Regions from separate parts of the Rattus norvegicus genome. Here region 1 is linked to region 2. A link is a contact called in public Hi-C data. All regions are on one chromosome and are shown on one strand. The core of a region is the stretch at or near the end of the contact, and the rest is flanking DNA. Distances in the headings are between cores, read along the strand shown. Region 1 holds the start of Chchd5 (coiled-coil-helix-coiled-coil-helix domain containing 5). Region 2 holds the start of Snrnp200 (small nuclear ribonucleoprotein U5 subunit 200).

Region 1 (3,714 bases), core at 111-2,610, 1.9 Mb before region 2:
GAGCATTTTAAGACTTTTTTCTAATGGCCCTGTCAATAACATTTTATTATCTCAGACATCTTGTATCCCTCCACCTCACTCCATCACCCCAACCAGCAGAGCTGGAAAACAGTGAAGGGACACAATGGCAGAGGGACAGAACACAAGGGATCCAGTAAGAATCAGGGACTTTGTTCCAGTGTGAATCGAAAGCCACCAGAGAGTTTTAAGCAAGGGCTTATCATGACCAGAATTCAGGTCATTATATGAAAGCAAGAGGGTGAGGCAAGCCAGGGAAAGGCTGGGGCAGGTGCCCTGGCGGAGGTGGAGTGTGAAGGGTGGGGTAAAGCAGAGGATGCGACTTGGGGACAGAGAACCATGGTTTTTTTTGGATTCTGGATGCATAGCCAAGGCCATGTATAGGAATGGGGCTGTGGCTAGTTCTTGAAAGTGTTTAAATTAGAAAACGAAGGGAGTTATGAAGGGGAAAAGGCATGATCGAGTGAGCCTCCTTTACCTCTCCAGTCGTGGGTGAACTTGGTGGCTGCACCTGCTCAGCGCACTGCAGGAAGCGCCGCATGTGTTCAGCACAGTTGCCAACTGCTGCCTCATTCAAGCGAAGACACTCCTCAAAGGCTTCAAACGGCACAGCACAGGCCTGTCGGATCTGCCGGATGATGGGGCTGTGGGAGTAGGGTATTTTAGAACCTGAAGCATTCAAATGCCACTGCCTGGCAACCTCTAGCCCCCAGTTTTACACTCACTGGGAAGACGTGCAGCGAGCGATGCTCATCTTAAGGTAGTGACAATCTCGATGCCACGACTCTGGCTTGGCTGCCACACATTGGCCATACTGATCCAGCTCCCGGCTGCAGTATCGAGCAGTGACTTCCAGGGCCGCCTGCCTGTGGGATAGGGTAAGCGAAGATAGTCGCAAGAGTAGGCAAGAAAGAGTTCTGATTTTGGTATGTGATTGGACTAGGGATCCAGTCTGGATTTGGGAATTTTTAAGGTACTGTTATAGGGACAACCAATGAGGGGCAGAAATAAGCGCCGATCCCTGATCGTTGTGGAACAAGGTAGGATTTCCCGGGGGATAGTGGAAGTCCTAAAACAAAGTCTGGCTATTGTGAGGCAGGCCTGGAGTATCTCCCAAGAATCTTGAGTGCAGTCATTTCCCGGTGGGGATCATGCAACCTGACAAGCATGATCTAGAGTTATAGGGAGTTGTAAACTCACATCTCCAGGCGAATTCAGGCGCCGATCAGTCAGGGAGAAGAGACCTGCCTTTTCCGGTATTAGGTTGTCATGGCGGCGCCCAAGCCAGACCTCCTGGCTTACTCTTCCGGTCGCCGAGAGTTCCCGCCATTCAACCCACATAGGCTCAACCTTCATAGCTGTGTCCTGCGTTGCCTTCCGGCTCACTGCCTATCCGGGAGGCGGCCCCTGTAACTACTTCCGGTCCGTCAGCTATTTTGGTTTATTTACTTCCGGCTTGTGGTGCAGGCCCTTAGAGATCACCGGAAGTAGGACTTCGGCAGTGATTCTGCAGCTGGGGACCTGAGCTAGTTCCCTGTCTGTCAAATCTACAGCTGCTCGCGCTGCCGCCGGCCCACGTGACTACGGCTCTGCACACGCTGCTGCTGAGTTTAGGAACACGAGGATTAACCTCTCAGACTGTGCTGCCATAGGCTTTACGCCGGTGCATACTCGCCTCCTGACTTTAGTTTCAACTTGATGGGAAAGAATGACCTCCCACCCGATTATTCACTCAGACATGCCCTTTCCTTGGCATAGGTGGTAAAGGCAGGATGAGAGTGCGTTTTATTGCTTGCTCCTTGCAATCGTGGACAAATTACTTTCTTTGTAATTTCCTTTGGTGGTGTTTGCAACCTCCATATTTGCCTTCAGATTATAAGGCTAGACCTGGAAGTTTACTTCCCTGTAAGGATAAATATTCCTAAATGTCACCTAGTATGGAGAGGTCTAAGGCTAGAGAAAATGAACGGCAATTACCTTAGCATGCAGTTGTAAAACGAGGATGACTGCTGTGGCCTCCTTCATACTTTTATTTTTGGGAAACATGACACTCACACCTCCACACATGTAGTTGCCTTTTGTCTGGTGGCGCTGTCAAGAGTCTTTGAGAATCAAATGGAGATAACTAAATCACCTTAAGGTTTGAAGTGAAGATCTCAAGAGTGATTCCGTTACTGGGGTTCCCTCTCTGGGAACTCATTAACGAAAAAATGTTTAAATGTACTCATTAAAGATGTTCAAGGGCAATGTTATCAGTCTGAGAGAAAATACCAGAACAGGCAAGTTGTAAACATCAGCACCAGCGGCGAAGAGGGAGCAGGTAAAAGGAAACTGGGGAGCAAGAGTATGGTGTGTGCAGGCCAGAGGTCAGCGGCAGGTGCCTTCCTCTATTGCTTTACGCCTCAAGTGTTTTGGAGACAGGGTGTCACTGAACCTCAAGTGTTTTGGAGACAGGGTGTCACTGAACCTCAAGTGTTTTGGAGACAGGGTGTCACTGAACCTCAAGTGTTTTGGAGACAGGGTGTCACTGAACCTCAAGTGTTTTGGAGACAGGGTGTCACTGAACCTCAAGTGTTTTGGAGACAGGGTGTCACTGAACCTCGAAGCCCACCAGTGAGCTTGAACTGGCCGGTCAGTGAGCACCTGGGATCCTGACTCCTCACCCTAGCACTGGGATTGCTAGTGGGTCCTACCATACCTTTTATGCAGGTGCTGAGGTCCAAAATTCAGGCCTTCGTGCTTGCTTGGAAGGCACTCTACTTAGCCATCCCCCAGTTTATTTCTTATAAAGCAGGTAACTATCTTATGACTCTCAACAACTGCTTCTTGAACATTTGTCTCAGACTCAAGACACAAATGTGTATGTGTCCAGAGAAGCTTCATCTCTAATGCCCCAAACTGGAAACGATCAAAATGTCCTTCAAAGTGGATGGTAAAAGTAGTCTGCCCATACTTGGGAGTACTATACAGCCATACAAAGGCATGAATACTTACATGAACTTGTGCAGACTTAAAGGAAACCCTTTAAAGTTAAAAAAAGAAAAGCCTATTTCAGAATATGATGTTATGATTCTCTTTATATGTATTTCTTGAAATTACAGAGAACATGTTGAAGGATTAGAGATAAGGACAGAATGCACAGAACAAGCTGTGTGTGTGGCAATATGTCCTGTGTGTAAGAGCAATTTACACAGAGGGAAACAGTCCACACAACACACATCACTGTCCAAAGCTGAGTGAGCTCTTGGATTGTCGTAATGTCACGCAATTTCTTAGTCAAGAATCTACAACTTGAGATCAAAGTTAATTTTAAAAAATTTAACGGGGTATTGTGGGATATGTTGATAATTCTCACACTCTGGAGGCTGGAGCAAGGAGATGGCTAAGCAATTTTGGCTTCATAATGAATCCTACCCTCAAAACCCTTAAAACACAAATATTTTCGACACTAGATCTACACCGTAACCCCAGGTATAGGATCATGGAGAGATAGAGAATAGGGTGTGTCTGGGTCTAAAGCTGAGCTATTAATAACAAGGGAGAAGTATCAACAATACAAGGTGTTTTCCTTATGGAAAAACTCAAACGCCCATTAACAGGGAACAGTATGTTATACAGAAGCATACACACAGAATCCTAACAAGCACTGAGAAACACATACAAAGATTAAGGAAAAAAACCCAAATAAACATAGTT
Region 2 (3,326 bases), core at 352-2,851:
AAACACATTTTTTTGGAAGGTGGAGGCACATGACTTTAATCTCAGTGCTCGGGAAACAGATGCTGATGGATCTGAGTTTAAGGCCAGCCTGGTCTATAGATGGAGATACCCTGTCTTGAAGGAAGGAAGGAAGGAAAGAAGGAAGGAAGGAAGGCAGGCAGACAAGCAGGCAGGCAGGCAAAACAAAGTAGTATTTAACTTTTGAAATGAATCCACCAACATGAAAAGCTGACAGAAATCATCAGGAAGTGATAGGCAACAAAAGAAGAAAGGTTGGGGAGAAAAGTTTCTAACAATGTGGTGGAGCTGAATTACTGAGAGATTAACTAGAGGCCTGAAATAGTAGGAGCTGAATTACTCAGAGGAGATTAACTAGAGCCCTGAAATAGTCAGATAGCCAACTGGAGAGAAGGCTCAAGTAGTCTGACGCCAATACTGCTTTCTAAGAGGACCCAAGTTCAGTTTTCAGACTCATATTGGGTAGCTCAGAACCTCCCGTAATTCAAGTTCCAAGGGATCTCAAACCATCTTCTGGCCTTCACATAGGCATTTGCATGCATGTGCACAACACCCCCACCCCATACACACACACACACACACACACACACACACACACACACACACACACACTGAAGAAAATTAACATCTATGAATAGGAAATATGTCAGTAAAAGGTATCAATAGATTTTGTTCCACTTCATTACACCTAAGTTCAAAGAAGTTTTAAACCTTGAAGAGGTTTCTGCTATGTTGCACACACATCACTGATCTTCCATACAAACTTCAGCAAAACTACTGCTCTAATGCTAAAGATGGGCTTTACATTAGCTGAAAAAAAAAAAAAAAAAGCATCCCCTTGGTACTTACTTGGCCCGTCTTTCCTCCTGCATCTGTGGTTTGGTCCTTTGAGCCTTATCTCCCATTCGAGTTCCCTCCAATTTCCCAACCAGGGACAGAACCTCTCCTGTCGGTTCATCCCGGCGGGTCCGGTCAATGAGAGAGCGGTCAGCTTGGAGCACAAGATTTGAGTTCTGAAAAGATCATACTTTATCAAAACTTTGACATATGGTTTTTGAATCCTGTTATTACAGTGACACCAGAAAATGGAAAAACATTGGAATAAAAGAATAATGCTCTTAAGAATAGTATGTCATTGCACTATGCATGAGCACTGTACTATCTGATAAGGTGAACGACCAGCGTTCCTAACAACATCCACAATAGCCCACATTTGGGAAAAATGTTGGGCAGATCAGGGGTAACGAGGAGACAGTTTAGCGGGGGGAGGGGGGGACGGGACTCCTAAATTCTCACGTCCCTCAATCTCCACTAAGGATATTCCGTCGTGTTTTAATACATCCTTCACCCAGCTCTCATTTCCCCATCAGTGTTCGTGACTATCCACGACTTCCCTTGCCCGCAATCCTACTCCGAGACCACACGTACCGCTTTGTACTCGTACTGCAAACTGCGGGCAGTCACATCCGCCATGGCTGCCGGTGCTCCGGGAACTCAGGGTTCCACTCTTCCTCACGGTGCGAACCGCCTGTGCAAACCGCTCTGGCCCAACAGGTACCACGCAGGACAAACGTACGGGACGGAGAAACGAAACGGACTTCCTTCCGGTTCCGGGACGCACGATAAAAGTGAGACTTTCCGGCTATTACGCAAGACTTCTGGGCGGAGTTTGTGGACGATAGTACATCCGGGTCACGAATTCCATTGACCGACTAGGCACACGCGCGTGCGAACTATGGTTCCACACATCTATAGGTACTACAGAGCCAAGGCTGAACCCCCGAAAAGTATGATGTTAAAAGTCCCTTTCTGTAATACTTTTGGTTTCTCATACCAGCCGTTCTGTGAGGCAGGCAGCAGGCTTGCAAGGAATGGAAACTAAAGAGCTCCATTTCTGGACAAGGAAGCTGAAGGTTCAAGCAAGTTGGCATGTCTAGTAACTAACTGGATTTCTCTTCTGTATTGAGAAATTGGGGTAACGCTCGCTGTCCTATTGAACTCATCTTAGACTCGTTTCCGTAAGACTCTCCCCTGTGTCAGCTAACTGACAGTAGAGGAAAAAATATTTGTGCTCAATCATCTGACACAGCCTGTGTCAGGATTTTAGGTGTGCACAATCGTGCAGATTACAGCATATAATTTTGTCCTCAATGTGGCACGAACGTTTTACTAAAGAAATATATGAAAAATAAGTTATGTGTATAGAAATACTATTCAGATTTATTAAGCAATAGTGGTACCTTTTATGTAAAGGTAGTATTTAGTCTTTTAATAATTCTCTACACAACACTGAAAGCAAAACAGCGAGTTCTACTTTTCTTTTATGTTTAATAAGCACGAGTGAACCTTAAGCCTGTGTCTTAATCCATCGAGCCATTTTGCTGACTTTTTTATTATTTGGTTTATCATTTACATTTTATTCTTTGTATCTGGGTGTTTTGGCTTACATGTATCTTTGTGTCTCATGTACACGCAGACCTCCAAGATGCCCAGAAGAGGGTGATAGATTCCCTTAGACTGGAGCTACAGATAGGTTATGAGTTGCCATGTGCGTGGTGGGATTGGAACCCAGGTCTTCTCAAAGAGCAGCCAGTGTTCATACCCATTAAGCCATCTCTTTAGCTCTTGTCTGGTTTTTGAGAGAAGATCTTCTGTAGTCCAGGAGGCTTCAAACTTGCTATCCAGAGACTTCTCTTGCCCTCTCGATCCTCCTGCCTCCAACTCATAGACACTATGGCTGCAGCCCTGGGTTGCTGTGACCAGCTTGTATCTTATCATATTTAATAGCAGCATGGTAACCCTAGGTTGGACCCATTTACTTTTCTCTTCTTTATTAGTAGAAAGAAGTTTTATCATTTAGGGATCTAAGAATTTGCATTTCAAATATAGTTAACCTTCCCAAATGGAGTTCCACTTAGAAGATATAAAAGAAGTCCTTGTCAATTTAAAAACTGAATGTTATACTGAAAATAAGAGATTTTATAAAAGTATTGACATTTTGAATACTTTTTAAAATTATAATGAGTTTTTTCTATTTTACTTATTTAATGTATGTGAGTACACTGCCACTCTCTTCAGACACACCAGAAAAGGGCATCAGATCCCATTACAGATGGTTGTGAGCCACCATGTACTTGCTGGGAATTGAACTCAGGACCTCCGGAAGAACAGGTGGTGCTCTTAACCACTGAGCCATCCCTTTATTCCCTTTGAATAGTACTTTTAAAATAATGGGCTGGGGATTTAGCTCAGTGGTAGAGCGCTTACCTAGGAAGCGCAAGGCCCTGGGTTCGGTCCCCAGCTCTGAA

The links. A called contact is a pair of places that touch in the nucleus more often than the background predicts.
Region 1: a contact with region 2 is called in a Hi-C map of liver, with 8 times the contacts expected there. The contact joins the promoter of Chchd5 here to the promoter of Snrnp200 in region 2. A contact is called at or near these places in 2 of 12 Hi-C or Micro-C datasets (both in liver).

What each region holds. Positions count from the first base shown.
Region 1 is chr3:136,812,753-136,816,466 of GRCr8, reverse strand. Chchd5 (coiled-coil-helix-coiled-coil-helix domain containing 5) reads right to left here and starts at 1,360. Exons shown (of 3, transcript NM_001106509.1): 1 at 1,219-1,360; 2 at 744-884; 3 at 406-662. The coding sequence starts at 1,220. The coding sequence ends at 434.
Region 2 is chr3:134,880,448-134,883,773 of GRCr8, reverse strand. Snrnp200 (small nuclear ribonucleoprotein U5 subunit 200) reads right to left here and starts at 1,601. Exons shown (of 45, transcript NM_001037766.2): 1 at 1,447-1,601; 2 at 868-1,031. The coding sequence starts at 1,491.